Regions from separate parts of the Mus musculus genome. Here regions 1, 2, 3, 4 and 6 are each linked to region 5. The links are chromatin contacts, called in public promoter capture Hi-C maps. All regions are on one chromosome and are shown on one strand. Each heading gives the region's core, a stretch centred on a gene start, on an enhancer-like site or on the middle of the called end of the contact. The rest is flanking DNA. Distances are from core to core; before and after follow the strand shown.

Region 1 (2,858 bases), core at 23-2,522, 1.1 Mb before region 5:
GTGAACACACACGGCCATTGTAGAGGGATGTTTAGTGATGCAGGGTTCATTTCTGTTTGCAAAAATGAGCTCATGCCACAGAACATGCAATGTAATCTCAGCATTGTGAATCGTGCACATATGCACAGAAGACTGTAACCCAATGGGTCCTCACCTGCACTTTCTCATTTTCTGTAGTGAATCTGTATTGTTTATAGTTTGGGGAATGATTTGAAAGTCAAGGAAAACTCCATTAGAGCTTCATTTTTTAAGCCCCTGCCTTCTGCTCACTAGTTAGTAGTTAGAGGGCCACTCACAGGCTCTGTGAGGCCAACCTGTGTAGAAAACTAAGGTTCTACAGGGCTTGTCACAGATGCTGCAGCTAATAAGTAGTGGATACCCCAGGGCTCCTAACCTCTCCAACTGATTTTACAGCCTGAGGTTCAGTGGTTGAGAGCTAGGACTTCAAAGCCAGCCGCTGAGGTACTGGCTAGCCATGTGAGTACTTCTTCCTTTTAGTAGTTCAATTGCCTCTTATGTAAATTTGGATAATAGCAGTGTCAGCCGCGTAATGATGAGGATTAAATGAAGTAATTATGTAAGGTGCTTGAACAGCGGGAGGAGGCATGCTGCATTCAAAGGGCCAGTGTCAAAAAAAAAAAACAAAAAAAAAAAAAACAAAAAAAAAAGGCTGTCCTGGTTGATGCCAGGAGGTAGAAGGGAGCCGAATCCACCCAGATCTGTAGTCAGCTTGCTTTGGCCACTTAACTGAATGACCTTGAGCAAGTCCCTGAACCCGCGTCCTTATCTTTTGTGTCAAGTGTGCACTGCACAGTAATTTTCCAGATGACAATTGCTCTAATCTCTCTTATCAGTAGTCTGCCCTCCCCATCCCCCCCACAGTATGACTCAGTTGTTGGTTAGGAAGGGGCCTTATGCTCAGGAGGAACTGTGTGTCCTTGGGGCTGCATCAGCAAAAGGGCCCTTGTGGAGAGCCAGCTTCAGGGGGGACACATGACCTCTTTTCGTGGTCTTCAAAGGACTTGGGGGCGAGAGGTGTCTGTTGGGATTCTAGTGTGGGAGAAGCAGCTCTTGAGTTTAACACCTTTTTCCTGTCCTTACAACAGCAGATTCTGTAGCCCTGCCAGTACAAGAGCTCCCAAATGTTTGTTTCTTTTAATAGTATTAAAAAAAAAAAAAAACCCTCTAACAACAACATCCAACTGTCTGCCATTTACCTCGGGAGCCTGGAATGGCTGTAATTCACAGTGCAGCTGTGACTGCAAGGGTTTGTGGCTTCACAGCCTGGGAAAAGAAACTGCTTTAGCCATTAAGGTGTCTGCGTGTTTCCTGGGAGAGAACACTGGGAAAGAAGGCGATCAAGCCTGACTGGAGAAATTTTGCCTTTCAAATCAGAAGCCTCTAGTGCCCCCTCTTCCGCGCTGCTCCCTGTGTTCTCACGGACCGGCGGTGCCAAGATACATATTTGTTGTTCCCTGGACCACCCAGAAGGTGTAACTTGGAATGGCACCTTGTCCAGCTCTGGCCGCTGATGGTAGAGCTTTGGGGATGTGATCTGGTCCAAGACGCCTGGGATGATTCTGGAAGGGTTACCCAGCTCACACTAGGTTTATTGGGTCCGTGCAAGGAGCCTAACTCAGCGTTGGTCAGATGAACAGTTCTGGGTGTGCCGTGGTCTGTACCCATGCCACAAGCCTGGCCTGAAAATGAGTTAGTGCTGTCTTCCTGAAGAAGGTGGTCCTGGCTAAAAGTCTTACATAGATCTCACGTATGCAATATTTCTTCAAGGAGACTCAGTGGACTGAGGAGGCCAGGAGATTATCTGTGCCAGGAGAGGGCTCAGAAAGGAAAGACTGCTGAATTGAAGGTTAGTTCACCTGTACGCTGTGTCCCCAAGGAGGACAAATCATAGATGTTTGGGGTGGAGTTGGTCTATTAAGCCTGTGACCAAGACCAGCCCACTGTCTGCTTCCCTGCATCTTGCAAGCCAGGAATAGGTTTCTTTTTCTTTCTTTCTTTTTTTTTTTTTTACTGATTATGAGTACAAAACCAAGAGAACATTATTTTTGCTAGTGTAAAAATTATATGCAACTCAAATATTAATGTTGATGTGTGCTCTGTAGCTGATCTCATGTCACCACCAGAGTTGGAGAGTCGCTGCAGAATCTCTGTGTTTCTTCAGAGAAGAGCGTGGGTGACCCTTGTTCCAGCTCAGTGATTCCCAAACTTCTGCGCATTCCAAAAACACCTGCAGGGACTGTGAAACAGGATCACGGCTCCATCCTCAGCAGCAACATCAGCTGCTCTGAAAAAGCATCTGAAATTTCCCTTTCTAACGAATTTCCAAGTGATGCTGGTGACCTCAGGCCAGGGTCCCCACAAGGAGAACCAGGACCAAGAGAAACAGGACCTGGGTTGGGGTGGCCATTAAATAGAAAGGGAAATGTTCGGGGGAGGGGGTTCTGAGGAGAATGGACTCCTGAAGAAGGTCAAAGCCAGAGGGAAGTTGCAGATCCAGGAGCATTATGGGAAGGGCCCGCTTTGTTGACTGATACTCTATTGACAAAAGGCAAATTTCCTTCAAACTCACGACTCAACTTTTAAACACCTCAGTCTGTCTCAGACAGAGGAACTGGTTCTTTGTTTTGGCCATGTATCAATTCATGCTTACGCTTGCCAGAATTTGGTAGCTGTGGATTCGGTGGATTGAGATTTTTTTTCCCCTGAGGATTTGATAGCTGAGATAGATAACTAGAGCTTAGCCACTGGTCTCCTTAGTGGCTGTTTGTGTGGCTACATTTAGCCAATGTGTCAAGAGGGACCCTGGTGTAACTGGGTTTGTCTTTGCCTGTGTACCT
Region 2 (2,700 bases), core at 134-2,633, 1.0 Mb before region 5:
TCTTTAAACAGCACTACCAACTGGGACCAAATGTTCCAATGTGTGAGCCAAGAGGACACTCTTCATTCAAACTGTGGAGGCAACAGTCACTTACAAGACAAATTGTGAATGTAAGAAAAGTCTATGGACTATTTTAATATACTTATTACAAATTAATGGAAGGCATATACTAAGGAGAATTGTATGGACTTAGACAAAATATTTACCCTTTCTGATGCTTTTTCTTCTTACTTATAATGAAGATAACCTAAATCACATGAGTGAATTACGCTGGAGCTTCTTGCATTTTCCTCAGTAGGAAGCGAATTGGATTCAATTCAATTAGCCAGTGGTTATTTCCTGTATACAGGGGACTGCGTACTCATCCTAACGGTCGTGTAAGAGGCTCTGTAAGTGCAGTCATCAGGGAAGGCTTCTTGGGCTTATAGAAGTGTGTGCTGCACACACAGCACCTCTGGATGGATCCCTTCCAAATCACGCTCAGCCACTGTCCCACAAAACTGCCTGGTAGCAAAGCCACTTGGAATCCTGATCCAACCAGCAAAATGAGCCCTTCCTTCCCCTGCCACACCCTGCAAACAGAGCCTGAATCCCTTATCTGCCACTCTCAGGGCCAGCTCACCAAGACAGAATGAGAATCAGCCTAAACATCTCAAAGCATAAAAGCCCACGTACACAAACAATAACAAAAGAAAAAATATTTTTAAAAAAGCATCGGAGCTGGTTTGTAGAAAGCAAACCTTCCAGCCTTTGGGATTTAGTCACCTCCTTGACTGTAAAGTCTGTTTCTGGATTGGGCGCTTTCTCCAACACCGAGAAGCAAAAAATAAATAAATAAAATAAAAAAGTCTTCAATCCTGCATATGTTAAGGCAAGGTCAGTCTTCAACAACAAAGAAAGAAAAGAGAAAAAAAATCACGAGGTAAAAATTGCATGGAGCCCTTTGCCAACTCCTGCTTTTTGAAATTCAGAATTGTGAGCTGAGCCATATGGTTCCATGCACCTTTTTGACTAATGGCTTTTCTCATGGGAAATGGCTCAATCAGGCATTTATTTGTGTTTCTGGGGATGGCTGAGTTTTCTAAGAGCCCACTGCCCTCCCAAGCCTACACACTTTCTGTTGAAGGGAAACCTTGGGAGAAACGGAACATTCGAGAGTCATTAGCAGTCACACTTCTGAGCTTTCATACTTAGCCACAGCCCCTCCGAGTAGGCTTCCCTGTGGTTACTAAATTTTTTCTCTTGCTGAGATTTCCCAGCATGCTCTAGGATTATCAAGCAAAGCCAAATATTAAGAGGAAAAATCTTGAAAATCCTTCAGTGCCTGGGGTGGAATCAAATCAGAGGCGCTCTTCCCTCTGGCACCAGCCAGCTGAGCTACAAACACTGACCCAGCCCACGCTGAGAGGATCATCACGAGCAGAAGCCCAGAATGCATCATGAATACATTGCCGACTCACGGAGGGGGAAATGAAGTCTATAAAACAGTGGGACCATTTGCAGAAATAACAGTTAATATTTATTTCGGGCATTCGTCTATACGCGATGTTGAGATGTTTCTCCCTCAGTGTTTCCTTCTGCCCTCAAGGCTTTCTGTCGGATAGATTCTGAATTCCTTAATCGTAGAAGCTTTGCGCTGCTGCGTAGCTCAATTGGCAACACAGGACAGCTTTTGTCAAAGTGAGCACTGGGCCCAGAAAAATAGCTGACATTAACAGGAAGCAAAACGGAAGCCAAAAACCAAAACATGGGCACCTGTATCCCCGGTCAGATGAATTTTATTAGGCCACATTTTAGTGGCTTCTTTATGGTTTCTACTTGGTTGCTCAGATTGTGAAAATTACAAGATAAAAATTAACTGGCTGTGTAATGTCTGACTTGTCAATTTTTCCACCTGGCATTTCTCTCTTGCGGAGTTACTCACTCTCGAGGAGGAGCCGTGTGAACCGCGGCAAGCCACCTGTCCGGTGCAGTGACTGGGAAGGGTAGTGGACAGGAAATCAGAAGGACCCAGGTTTCCAAACGCGATTGTCGTTCTTCATGCTCACCCTGCTTCCTTCAGCAAAGCCTCATGGTTCCCTGGACCTTGATTGTGTTGTGTGTAAGATTTTACAGGGAGCACAGTTCTCAGTAGGAAAAACAAAGTCTTCGAGTCAGGCAACAGCCCGGTTGGTAGTCCACTCGCTGCGCAAGCGTGAGGATCTCGGTTGGATCTCCCACAACCCGTGTGAAAAACTGCGCGTAGCAGCTGGTCCTTGGAATCCTAGGCCTGGGGAGGCAGCGTTAGGTAGATCCCCTGTGTTCACTGGCCAGTGGGAGAGACTCCATCTCAACAAGCAAGGTGGGTGGTTCCTGGGGAAGGACACTTGAAGTCGTCCTCTTGCCTCTACATTAGCGCGCGCGCGTGCGCGCGCGCGCGCACACACACACACACACACACACACACACAGCAGAGGGCAGGGTAGGAGGGAAGGAGGGAGGGAGGGGGAGAGAGGGAGAAAGGGGAGAGAATCTCAGGGATGGATGCTTCTAAGCTTCTGAACACATAATTTCCAAAGTCCCTATTTCTTAGTCGTATTCACATCTAGGGTTTGTCTATCCAGCGTAACTATTTGTAGGAATCACAGAACTATCATTTTTGCACTTTCATATGCAATGAAAAATGTTTTGTTTGTATGTCCAGCACCATCCCACAGAATA
Region 3 (2,767 bases), core at 53-2,552, 1.3 Mb before region 5:
AGTGACAAGGGGCTAAAATGAAGGGAGGTTGGCTAGCGATCACTTCTTGTTCATTTCCTGTTGAGTAAATTCTGGGAATCACCTTGGATTAGATTCATTAGAAGCCAAAGAGAGCTGAGGTAAAGTCATTTGAAGCCATAATGGCAGCTGCTTAATGAACTATTGGACTGCCTAAATCACAGGATTTAAGTCTGAAGAGTAACACAGAGAAGGGACTATTTATAAATAATCTTTCTTGAACAGCTGGGTGGAATTTGGGTCCATTCATTGGATCCATGTTCAGCATTTCCAAAGATTAAAAATGTGAATCATACCAATGAAACTGGCATTGGCTGACTTCAGAATATCACCACATCAAACACCCAGTTGGCGTCAGGGAAGGAAGTTTGATGTCACTGTATGTTGCCTATATGTTTTCTTAACCCAACAGCAAGCTTCCTGTGGAACCCCTAGAGCTGATGGAATGTCTTCATAGATGACACATAGGTTGTCCCAACACTCCTACCATCTTTTTATACTTTTGAGCAAAGTCATCCAGCCAAAAGCCCATTTGGAAAATAAATTCTGAGTTATATACATGAGAGGACAAGAGAAAAAGACTTACAAATGACCTAAGGTAGAAATCATATAGAAGATACTGAGCTGGGGAAAAGCTGAAATATGATACATTTACCAAAATAAATCTCACTTCGGGTCACTATTATAGTTACACGGTTTACCAATCAGCCAACTTACCATTTAGATTTTTTTCCTCTTCTTTTTGTCAGGAGTGTTATTTACACATGTTATTCTTCTTCAGCTAAAACTTTCTCTGCTTAACTAACTCTGGCCTATCTTGATACTTTTCCAAAAGAAACAGAGAGAAACACACTAGCAGAAAGTCCAAAGGCACCCCAGGAGTCAAAGGCAGCTTTGGGAACCTTTCTGGACTCTCAGGTCTCTGAGTTCTTCAGAGACCATAGAAATCAACAAACGTAGGAACAACTCTATTCTCTAGAACCAATATTTTCTGTGGGGAAAAAATAACCAAAATTTACCAAAAGATTCTGATAGAAACTGTCTTCATGCTTCCCCTAGTGGCTGGGTTCTCATCCAGAAATGGCCCAGACCCAGTGTCTGGTGTCTTAACAAGGGTCAAGAGGGGCCTGACTTCTGTTTTTGATGTTTTGTCCACGTGCCTGTTAAAATGGGGAGGGAGGTGCATTTGATTCTGGATTTGTTGACTCTTGTGCTTGGGTTCTGGAGCTCTTTGTGTCCTGTCCCTCCCAGGGACAGAGACCGGGACATATCCTGGAAACGGTCTGGCAGTTCACTGTCCTTGAGTTCTCTGTGGGTGAACTCAGGCAACCAACAACTCGGTGACTCTGGCAGCTGTTTTTGTTTCCCAGTCCTGGGCACCTTGCCCTGCAGCCTTGTACACGGAGGGTGATGCCTGGCATCCTGCCCAGTGCCACCAGGAATGAGTGCAGCCCCAGGGAGTACTGCCAAGTCATGTTGGCAAGCTGCTTTCTGGCCACTGGATGAATGCATTGGTCTGAGCCCTGAGAACAGTGTGACAGGAACATCGGGAAGACAGCACAGAGTGCTGGATGCAGCTGTGCATCCTGACTCCATCTTCTCTTTGTTTACACACTGCTCTCGCCTCATTGTGCAATTGTGGTGACTGAGGCGGCTGTTCTCTGGATAGAAACCACGGGCTTCACTGTCCTCCCTGTCTGTAGTAGCAGCAGCAGCAAAATATTAGTGGGAAATCATGCTGCCCGAATGGGTTCTGGTTGAAGTCAAAAGACTGAAGTCACCTCAACGATAAATAAGAAAGCAACTCTTGCCAGTCAACACAGATTTTGTAGACCCGCTGTTGGTAAGAATGTGGTGCAGTGAAGTCTGAAGTGTGAAAAGTTGCCACACTCCTCATTTGCCATTTGAGCCCCTTAAAGGCTTTCAACACACTCCTCAGCCTTGCCTTTTCCTATTTCAATAGCTTTGCTTCATATGGAACTATTTTTCAAATGTAAAAGAACATGTAAGTGAGAGAGCTTGCAACTCTAGCTGAGAAACCACTTTGTACCTTGATTCCACCTACCCCCCCTCCCCCCCGTATAATCCGTATAATACAGTTTGCTTGTTCATTTGGCCAACATCAGTTGAGTATTTTGCTTCTATCAGGCACTAACTTGGGTTTGGTTCCTCTCCCACGGGGCAAAATCATTATTCAGGGACAAACATCAAAGCAAAGAGCTTACTCTTAAAGAGGTAAGAACCAGGAGTCTTGAGAATATGGAGACCAAAGACACTTCTCCTGGGATCATGGAGTGCTGTCATGATGCTTTGAGCCGAGTCTAGGAAAATGAGGAGTGATTACACCAAGCCACTGTGAGGCTGTGGCAAGATCGATCAAGGAGATGCATTGTTAACCAAGGAGACAGTGAGGAGGGCAGGAAAATGAGTGAAGAGCCTTCGGGAACTGAAAACAATCCACAGCAGCAAGGTAAAGGAGGCAGGAGCTGAAATGAGCCCGAGTCTGCATCCCTACCTTCTCAGTAGGGTTGCCTGGGCAAATGATTTCACCAGCAGCATATAAACTAGAGAAATATTGAGAGTTTTCCTGATATAGCAATATATTGTTACTACAGTAAATCTCATGTCAGTATAAAAAAGGAAACAGGAACTATGTAAAATCTCTCCTCTACATCAGTGTTTTGATGTGTGTTTTCATACCTCTGTGCAAACCCACAATTACTGTCTGTGATGTCTGAACTAAGAACGA
Region 4 (2,700 bases), core at 196-2,695, 1.2 Mb before region 5:
GTGACTTGCTATGAACCCACATTCAGCTAGCAACTTATACTAGGTACTAGGTACTAGGTAAGAGCCTCAGTCATGACCATGGTTCAGGCAACAATGGTTTTCAACTGGAGTGGAACTTCAAAGATGAGAGTAAGCATCTGAAGGACATTGTAGAAAACCCAAGACAGACAATAGGATACAGGGACACAATAGGCCAACAGCTCAGCTGGTAGGGGTGAAGTCCTGCTAGACGATAAAAGCCAAAGTCTAAGTACAATGGTACCCAAACTTGTGAAGGTCAATGTTGTGGCTCTAATTAGGACTTGACCTGAACTGCCCACTCTACTTCCTTTAAGATATGGCTCACATTTTGAATACTTGGTCCTCTCTCGGTGGTGCTGTTTTGGGAGAACCCAAGCTGATGGAGTAGGTCACTAGGGAAGATTCTTGGTGCTGTATTATCCTTGGCCTCTTCTTTTTTCTTCTCTGCTTCTTGGTCAGCCATGAATAGCACCCCTGTCATACAATCCCACCACCATGAACAAGCACATGGGACCAAGCATGGACTGAATCTCTGAAGCCGTGAGCCATATTAAACCCTTCCACCCTTTAGTTGTTTCTCTCAGGAGTCTGCCCATAGCGATGCAGATGCCACTGATACAGGTGACACTCCCTAAGAAGGAAGGGTATGGCCAGAAATAGCACAGCAGAGACAGCGGTGCAGACAGAAGGACCAGGAAGCTAGCTATTGGCACAAGACTGGCTGAGAAGCAAGAGAGAAGGCCAGGATGGGGACAGTGGTTATGGATGGAGCCAGGAAAGCCCAGAGCATCATGGTAGTTGTAGTAGTAAAAGCCACTGAGGACAAAGGGGAATGCTTCTGACTTCTTTATTAAAAGGAAACAAGGATGCACTCTGGAAAGGCAAAAAGCCAGCTTACTACTATGGTGGCGCACAGTCAGTGAGACTTCAAGTCACAAACCAGCTCATCTTCTTGAACGGGGACAGTAGGTCAGTGTCACACTGCAGGGTTAATAGAGTGACAAATCCTAAGGTCTAAAGAATGACTAGGGTAGGGGTTGGTGGTTGTGCAGGGGAGAAGAGAACAGAAAGAAGTGAAAAATAGAGGATGCGTTGCAAATCAAAACATTGACATTGCCACCAAAAAGTAATCAAATACCCCAGCAAAGGAGCATAAGGCCTTTGTGTCCCAACATCTCCATCAAAAATGTCACTTAGCATATGGGCTTTCTTCCGTTCATCTCCCGAGACTCTGAGATTATTTAGAGTAATTGCTCCAGCACAGGGAACATGGAGGGTAACACGCACACTTAGGAGTCATGGTTGGTATTCCTCTCCAGCTAACTTGGTTCTATGTAACCTGGACGTTTAGCCCCGCTCTCAATCAGATCACACTAGAGTCTTTCATGCTCCAAAGCCAAAGCACAGCTATTGCCACCGCCACTCTAGACACGAAGGCTCCGACTGCAGTTCACACAGACAGCTAAGCCAATTGTGGTAAAAGGAGCACCAATCTTAGGAAATTTGTGACCCGAAGACTCACTGACTGTGCGCCACCAAAGTAATAAGCTGGCATTTTGCCTTTCCAGAGTGCATCCTTGTTTCCTTTTAATAAAGAAGTCAGAAGCATTTCCCTTTGTCCTCAGCGGCTCCTATTACTACAACTACCATGATGCCATGGGCTTTCTTGGTTCCACCCATGCTCCACCCCCATTGGCCACTGTACATTCTGCCTTTCCTGGCAAGAGCCTCCAGGTGTTCAGTTTCTGATCCTACAATGACACCCCACTGTCATGCCTTTGCAAACTCTTTCTCCTTTCTGAGAACTTCAATTTTAGCTGTTCGCTCGTTTGCTTAATTACCCTTGTTGCTGATACTCACAAAAAAAGGACTGAAGATGTAACAGATGGTGCCTAGGGATGGGTGGTTACGGAGGCAAAGCTGTCAACATACCTATCGCCAGCCCATTTTAACGTGCGCATTATGTCCCCCTGTGGACTGCTGTAAGGAACTAAGCTGATGTGTGCTGCAGGCGCCTGACTGTACATTGAGCTTAGTAATGCCTTTTCCTTCCCATGACTCTCCCCTATATTTGGCTTCCTGGTGCTTTTTATAATGATCTCTGTTGCATCTTTAAAAACTATTCCACCTCATTTAAAATGTGGCATAAATGATGTGGGGTTTTTGACAAATTAAGTAATAATAAGAAAACATTTTCAATATTCTGCATTTTTCCATTAAGCTCCAAAAAATAGTGATTATAAGATCGCCATTTTCTCTCCACTGTTAACGATGTGTTGGGCCTGGTTTCATTAAAAACCTCATTATTCAAAGATTTATAACTCAGCCCAGGAAATCTCTTTTGAAGTTGTAAACATATCTGATCTCAGTTTTGAAACTTACATTTAAAGTATTTCAGAGGGAATTGAATATCCAGTGAGGGAACCTGTAATAAAGGAGGGCATTAGAATGATAAAATCAATACAATGAAACTTCATACAGACTCGAGGACAAAGGGTTAGAAAATAGAAAGAACAGATATTTGCAAGTTAGACACGGCTTTGTCATGGCTCTGTGTCCAAATAGCTGTTTGAGTTTGAATAATTCATAATCTGAGCTACTTCTAGGCTTTTAAAATGTCAATTGATTATAAGTATGGATGGAATTCCCTTTGGTAAGGAACTGGAACACTGCTGCTTC
Region 5 (2,808 bases), core at 194-2,693:
ATTGAGCAACCGAGAGCAGGTCAGCTCACAAAAGAAACGTGTTCAAAGGACAACAAGCAGCAAATGTAAAGAATTGTCGATGGCCTACGATAGAACAGCCTTTACTTGCATGGCTTGAGAAGGAGTTTGTTGTTTGTCTTCCAAAATGAATTATGCATGTGAATCATCTGCGAGATAAAAATAAAAAAGCAGAACAAAACAAGCCCAGGCCTGACTCCCATAGACTCTGAGTCAATCTGCAGCCGGGGTGTGGGGTACCTACTCTACTATTAAGTTCTACTTGTTCCCATGTGCAACCAGGATTGAGAGGCTCTGTAGTAGCCTGGGAAAGGGGAGAGAGTGTTAAGAAATGCAGCCCAGACAGACCAGATGCTGAAGGAAATGGTATGTAAATACATTATCACAACTTCCCTAACAACTTAGCTATTTTGAAAGTTTTGTTACTGCCAGTGCTGTTGCATGAATGAATCCTGAGCTCTCATCCTTGGACATGAAAACAAGAAAAAAAGCTTCTAAACTTGCTTTTAAAAAAAAAAATCCATTTTCCTTAACAGACAGCAAGTTTATGCCAAGGCATGCATGTCTGATCAGATCTGTGTTATCTATCCCTCAGGGTTCCTGGAAGTGTCCAGCGAGCATTCAATGTGTGCCCTCTGAAAGTGATCACACGGCCTGGAGTAGGTTCTATGTGGGCTGGTTACCTTGGCCGCTAGTCAAGTTGAGATGGGTGCACACTTAACAAGACTTCTAGACTCCCGGATCCCCTAGAGTCTTCTCATTCAGGAAACACTTGAGCACTTGGAGGAAGACCAAGGAAAATGAAGGCCCTCTCCTTCCTCCATTGCCAGTCCTCAGAAAATGCGCTTTCTCTTACCTTCTCATATATTTTGAAGAGTGGGTATTTTTCCATTTACAACAGTACTTGATTTTCAAATTGTTGTTTTTAAATAAATAACATTAAACCCTTGGGGGACAAAGGAGCCTTAATTTTTATCTTATTGCTACTGTAAGAATGAATGCATTCCGTCCTGTGAGGGGACACACTTGGGGGGGGGGGTAAGAGAAATCGACGTTGCCAACACAAGTGAACAGTCAAGGATGTTGGTCCCAAATGAAAGTACAGAATCAGCCGAAAGGGGGAAAAAATGAAAACTAACTAGAAACTTAAAAACTAAACAAAAAGTGAAAAGAAAAAAGAAAAAAAAAAGCCACTCCCCCACAAAAGTCACCAGAGTCCCCTTACTTGAGCCCGGATTGGAGGGCGCTAAGTGACAAGCTGGCCACACTGCTGGGTCAGCAGATCCTTCTGGAGTCGCCACGGCCCGCGGGGAGAGGGGACGCTTCTTCCCTTCCCTTCCGGGCGCCTCACGGGACGCGCTCGCCCGCGGCTCTCCGGGCCCCCGCGCCTCAGCGCCCGGGCCTCAGGCGGCCTCCACGGTGACTGCGGGCGCTGACCCGGAACTGCTGAGCGGCGCGGGAATCCCCCGCAAGGGGCTCGGCCTTGCGTCTCCAGGGCGCCACCTCGCGGCCGTGGCGGGAACACCCAAACCCGGGCGCACGCCCGCGGGAGCCCGAGGCCGCCGGGAGGCCCGGGGACGCGGTGAGGCGGGCGGACCGGCCGGCCGGTGACTTTGGGAGCCACTGGGGTTCGAGCGCCGAGCCTGCAGCTCACGCCCCAGCTCGCGGCCGCCGAGGAGAGCGCGGGAAGCAGCCCTGCGGTGAGTCCCGGGCGGAGGGGAGGTCGGCGCGGCGACGGGACGGACGGACGCACACCGTGCAGTCCAGGCTCCTCCGAGGTCGCCTGCACGGCTGGCGGAAAGAATGAATGAAGGCGCCAGTGCCCTACGGGGCGGGCGGAGGTTGGGGTGGGCGTCGGGGTGAAGGCTCAGCAATGGTAGGTGTCAGAATTGGGGGTCACAGGGTCGGCAGAGGGGAGCTCCAGCCTGGACAGGGAGTTCAGAGAATCTGCAAGTGGTCAGAAATCGACCCTGATCCAAGTTGCAGTGGCTTTTGGGATTATCCCAAGTGCGGAGGACTGTGTAAACCTGGGGGGAAAGCCCAGCCTGTGGGCTAGCTTTTACCTTTAAAAAATGAGTGTGTTTGTTTGTTTGCTTGCTTATGGTGACAGACACCTTTACTCTTCTCTCTCTCTCTCTCTCTCTCTCTCTCTCTCTCTCTCTCTCTCTCTTTCTTTCTTTCTGGTGACATACACCTTTAATCCCAGCACTTGGGAGGCAGAGGCAGAGGCAAGCAGGTGTCTGAGGTCGAAGCCAGCCTGGTCTACATAGCTAGTTCCAGGACTGCTGGGGCTGTTAGACAGAGAAGCTCTGCCTCGAATCCCTGTCCCAACCGCAACCCCAAAGAAGATTGGCTGCTGATACTGCTCAACTTAATATCCTAAAGGTGAGACCTCAGTATTTCATGAGATGTGATCTAATCTTATAGACATGATGGGGATAATGACATAACAGATTTACATCCTATAATTAAAAAGACTTGATCTCAGACAACAAGTAATTTTGTACTTAAAATCTGCTATAAGGAAAACAAAGCATAATTTCTATTCTATAAAAATGTACCCAGCTGTTCACAAAATAAAAGATGGCTCTGCCCTTAATTGTCAGGATGAATGGTGCACTGGCTTTTCTGCTCTGCACACTACATTTATTTTGGTTACTTTTTGTATTGATGCAATTTACTTCCTATTTTTATTTTTATATTTATTTATTTATTTTTGTTCACCACAAATTTCGGTTGTATCTATAAGAAGATCGAATTTATTGTTATTTGTGATCACTTTTCTTTACA
Region 6 (2,700 bases), core at 198-2,697, 1.0 Mb after region 5:
CTGTGCTGGGTGCTGTGCATATAAAATGAATAAAACACTATTTTGTATTTGTCCATTCTGCTTCAGCAAATCTGGGGCAAAAACAGTACTTTTGTCTAGGAGTTCAGTCAGTAGTGTAGAAAACAAAGATAAACACGCCTCTCATGGTACAGCGTTAAGCATCACACACTATCATATGGGGAAACAGAACTTTATCTAGGGGGACTCTCTTTTCTGTGTGGTCTTTATTTCATTTCCACTTGTCTGTGTTTATAAGTAGAAGTTTGCCAAAGGACAGGGCCAGTGTAAAGATCAGGGAAAGCAGGGCATCTAAGGCACAGGAATTGGTTTGAAAGAGGCTCTGAAATGGTAAGAGGAAGGTCCTGGAGTCTTCAAGCAGGTGGATGGGCTTGGTGTGGAATCCTGTGTGGAACAGAGAGTATAGGAAGGATCAAACCCAAAGGACTCAGTTGAAGCACAGGGTAGAATTTCATTCCAAAGGCAAGTGGGGGAGGAAATTACCAAATGAAGACTCAGGAGCTAGAAGCTGCGGTGAAAGCCTGCTAACTCTGAGAGGCAGAAAAAGTACTCAGCTGACCTTCCCACTCCACCGACTTCTCAGAAGGAAAAGCCCCTTCTCCTTCATGCACTCTTAAATACCCTTCACCTCAAACTCTCTCCTTTCTCTTGCTCATGTTCACTCTCTTGTCAGCTGGCTACTTGCTCTGCCGCCTGATCTAGGGTTGACTTTATTTAGCTCTTGGATTAATGTGCGCGCTAGGTAGGGGTGAGCCAGGCTACCTATACTTGTTTACAGTAAACAGAAAGTTCTAGGATCAAAGGCTGAGCCACAGTTATTAACAGATTCTTCCAGTTCACAATCTCAGGGCTCATAATGTGATCCAATATCCTGCAACCGGAAACTGTTTAAGCAGGGCAGTTGGATAATCAGATCTGTTTCTTACATGGTGGGTCTTACCAACTCAATTAGATGGCATTCAGGTTTCGGCGTCTGAAAGAGTGTATGCTGCTTGCACGGTGTGAATTGATTTTTATGCCTCGAAAAGGCATGTGTCCAGCATACTCACTTGTACTCTAGTGCCCACTTGTGCCAATGTTAATTGGGCCAAGAAAGTGACTTTTTTTACCCCCAAGTCTGTCCTTAAAATGCCTAGCTTCTTTATCTAGGGTTGGGTATAAATACACACAGCTTTTGTCTGTCTAAACCTTAATCTTTCCACTTTGTCACCTTTGCTGTAAACGCACGGTTCAGGATTAGGCTCTTCCTTTCCCAGCACTCGAATCCCAAGATTGCACGTTGCCGGGAGTCACGCCCATCTAGGAAATTGCCGGAGCAGGAAGTTTGTCCCTCTCGGCGCGCTGTCCTGACGTAGTCGTGCGCAGGCGCAGTTCTTCATTCGGCGGCGTGTTCTTCTCATCTAAGTTCCTGGTTCCCGGGCTGTGTGCGACGCCGGCTTTTCGCGGTCTACTTACTCCCTTGGCCGGCTCTGGACTGTCGCTCTCTGCCTTTCAGCGCCGGGACCACTGCTTGTGCGCGCACTGCACGCCTCCTCACGCGACAAGCTCATGGCGGAGCGCGGGGAACTCGATCTGACGGGCGCCAAACAGAACACCGGCGTGTGGCTGGTCAAGGTGAGTGAGACGCGAGCCCCGCGGGGCGCTTCCGAAAGTTCTGGGTCCGTCTTGCTCGGGCCACCGCTGTTCTGAGAAGCGGGTCGCTGTTGCGTCCGTTTGCAGGTTGGAGAAGTTACTTTAGGGGACACAGGGCGTCTTTCAGGCCGTCTCTCAATTTCATCCGCCCACCATGGAACTAACTCTCTTTACCGCCAAGACCTGGCCTTCCTGGAGTCCTGACCCGGTGGTCCCCGAGTGGGCAGTACATTTACCCCAGGTCGGAAAAGTCCTTGCGGTTTTCTTTTTGGTAAGGTTAACTTTAGTTATGAACGTGTATAAATTACTTGAATAGATATTCCGTACAGTTTTCTGGACCACAAAGTGGAGCTGGTCCCTGTGTACTCTGTTGTTTTGAAACAATCTCTCTGTGTAGACTTGGCTAGCCTGGAACTCGCCATGTAGACTCCTGTCGCTTTACACGGCTAGTGTTGCCTGGGTTGGTAATTCAATTGGAGCCTTCGAAAGACCTAGAAGTTCTGAATTCAAAGAGAAGTTGTTGACTTCGTGTTTTTAAAGAGCGAGTTTAGGATTCATGAAACCAACCAGCAGTAAATGTTTTAAGTGGTCATGCGGCAGACCTCGTTTGCCCCAGTGGTCGCCATCTATTCGGGTCACTTTTTTTTATATGGGGTGGGAGGCTCTGTGGGGAATCTCATTCTGAAAAACCATATTTAAATGGGATCATGAAAGTTTCCCAAACTTGTTTTTTAAATGGTTTATCTTTGTAATGAGTGTTTTAAGTCCATGGCTGAGTTCTCATCAAGACAAAGTGTTTCTTCCTGTCCTTTTCTCTGAAACAGCTCTCGTCGTTTGCCAGCACAGCAGACTATGTTAAGTTCTTCAAACCCCTGAACAGTTTCTAGTGCTCCTTTGTACCTGTCTGTATCTATTGTTGATGCCCCTACCCCCAAGTCACTTTCTTTGCACTTTGATTAGTGTTTGGCACATATTACTTTTCCAATATGTGATGAATATAAGAAATTGAAAAGGCACACGCCTTTAATTCCAGCACTCGGGAGGGAGAGG

Evidence for each region. Promoter capture Hi-C pulls out the DNA fragments that hold promoters and counts their contacts. Capture Hi-C pulls out chosen DNA fragments and counts their contacts.
Region 1: a contact with region 5 is called in a promoter capture Hi-C map of hippocampal neurons, with 5 times the contacts expected there. The contact joins the enhancer-like site here to the promoter of Ccdc122 in region 5. A contact is called at or near these places in 4 of 39 promoter capture datasets (the 3T3-L1 cell line, hippocampal neurons and second pharyngeal arch cranial neural crest), 4 of 115 datasets of contacts at active chromatin or transcription factors (acute myeloid leukemia, embryonic forebrain, embryonic stem cells and 1 more) and 1 of 9 other capture datasets (embryonic stem cells).
Region 2: a promoter capture Hi-C map of hippocampal neurons shows a contact between it and region 5, with 5 times the contacts expected there. The contact joins the enhancer-like site here to the promoter of Ccdc122 in region 5. A contact is called at or near these places in 10 of 39 promoter capture datasets (the 3T3-L1 cell line, 3T3-L1-derived adipocytes, the C10 cell line and 4 more), 4 of 115 datasets of contacts at active chromatin or transcription factors (craniofacial prominence, embryonic stem cells and stem cell-derived neural progenitor cells) and 1 of 9 other capture datasets (embryonic stem cells).
Region 3: a contact with region 5 is called in a promoter capture Hi-C map of liver, with 3 times the contacts expected there. The contact joins the enhancer-like site here to the promoter of Ccdc122 in region 5. A contact is called at or near these places in 6 of 39 promoter capture datasets (the 3T3-L1 cell line, 3T3-L1-derived adipocytes, hippocampal neurons and 1 more), 3 of 115 datasets of contacts at active chromatin or transcription factors (the NIH/3T3 cell line, astrocytes and large pre-B cells) and 1 of 9 other capture datasets (liver).
Region 4: a promoter capture Hi-C map of hippocampal neurons shows a contact between it and region 5, with 9 times the contacts expected there. The contact joins the enhancer-like site here to the promoter of Ccdc122 in region 5. A contact is called at or near these places in 5 of 39 promoter capture datasets (the 3T3-L1 cell line, cranial neural crest, embryonic stem cells and 2 more) and 1 of 115 datasets of contacts at active chromatin or transcription factors (the NIH/3T3 cell line).
Region 6: a contact with region 5 is called in a promoter capture Hi-C map of adipose tissue, with 3 times the contacts expected there. The contact joins the promoter of Gtf2f2 here to the promoter of Ccdc122 in region 5. A contact is called at or near these places in 1 of 39 promoter capture datasets (pre-B cells), 1 of 484 Hi-C or Micro-C datasets (regulatory T cells), 1 of 115 datasets of contacts at active chromatin or transcription factors (embryonic stem cells) and 2 of 9 other capture datasets (adipose tissue and liver).

What each region holds. Positions count from the first base shown.
Region 1 is chr14:78,118,020-78,120,877 of GRCm38.p6, reverse strand. No RefSeq gene overlaps it. Among named protein-coding and RNA genes, the nearest start is that of Gm30608, 25 kb to the left of the region's middle. Within about 2 kb of position 1,272, at least 13 of the 459 cell types and tissues checked have an H3K27ac peak or open chromatin away from gene starts, as enhancers often do. A contact at or near this core is called in hippocampal neurons, where this site is marked.
Region 2 is chr14:78,037,669-78,040,368 of GRCm38.p6, reverse strand. No RefSeq gene overlaps it. Among named protein-coding and RNA genes, the nearest start is that of Fam216b, 50 kb to the left of the region's middle. Within about 2 kb of position 1,383, at least 6 of the 459 cell types and tissues checked have an H3K27ac peak or open chromatin away from gene starts, as enhancers often do. A contact at or near this core is called in hippocampal neurons, where this site is marked.
Region 3 is chr14:78,382,201-78,384,967 of GRCm38.p6, reverse strand. No RefSeq gene overlaps it. Among named protein-coding and RNA genes, the nearest start is that of Gm30662, 51 kb to the right of the region's middle. Within about 2 kb of position 1,302, at least 121 of the 459 cell types and tissues checked have an H3K27ac peak or open chromatin away from gene starts, as enhancers often do. A contact at or near this core is called in 3T3-L1-derived adipocytes and liver, where this site is marked.
Region 4 is chr14:78,203,211-78,205,910 of GRCm38.p6, reverse strand. No RefSeq gene overlaps it. Among named protein-coding and RNA genes, the nearest start is that of Mir1971, 13 kb to the right of the region's middle. Within about 2 kb of position 1,445, at least 42 of the 459 cell types and tissues checked have an H3K27ac peak or open chromatin away from gene starts, as enhancers often do. A contact at or near this core is called in hippocampal neurons, where this site is marked.
Region 5 is chr14:77,035,407-77,038,214 of GRCm38.p6, reverse strand. Ccdc122 (coiled-coil domain containing 122) reads right to left here and starts at 1,443. Exons shown (of 6, transcript NM_175369.4): 1 at 1,244-1,443. It overlaps Lacc1 (laccase domain containing 1), which reads left to right and starts at 1,598. Exons shown (of 8, transcript NM_172488.2): 1 at 1,598-1,718; 2 at 2,225-2,403.
Region 6 is chr14:76,009,612-76,012,311 of GRCm38.p6, reverse strand. Gtf2f2 (general transcription factor IIF, polypeptide 2) reads left to right here and starts at 1,447. Exons shown (of 8, transcript NM_026816.3): 1 at 1,447-1,632. The coding sequence starts at 1,567. Gm36429 (a long non-coding RNA gene) reads right to left here and starts at 1,566. Exons shown (of 2, transcript XR_383601.2): 1 at 1,229-1,566; 2 at 200-402.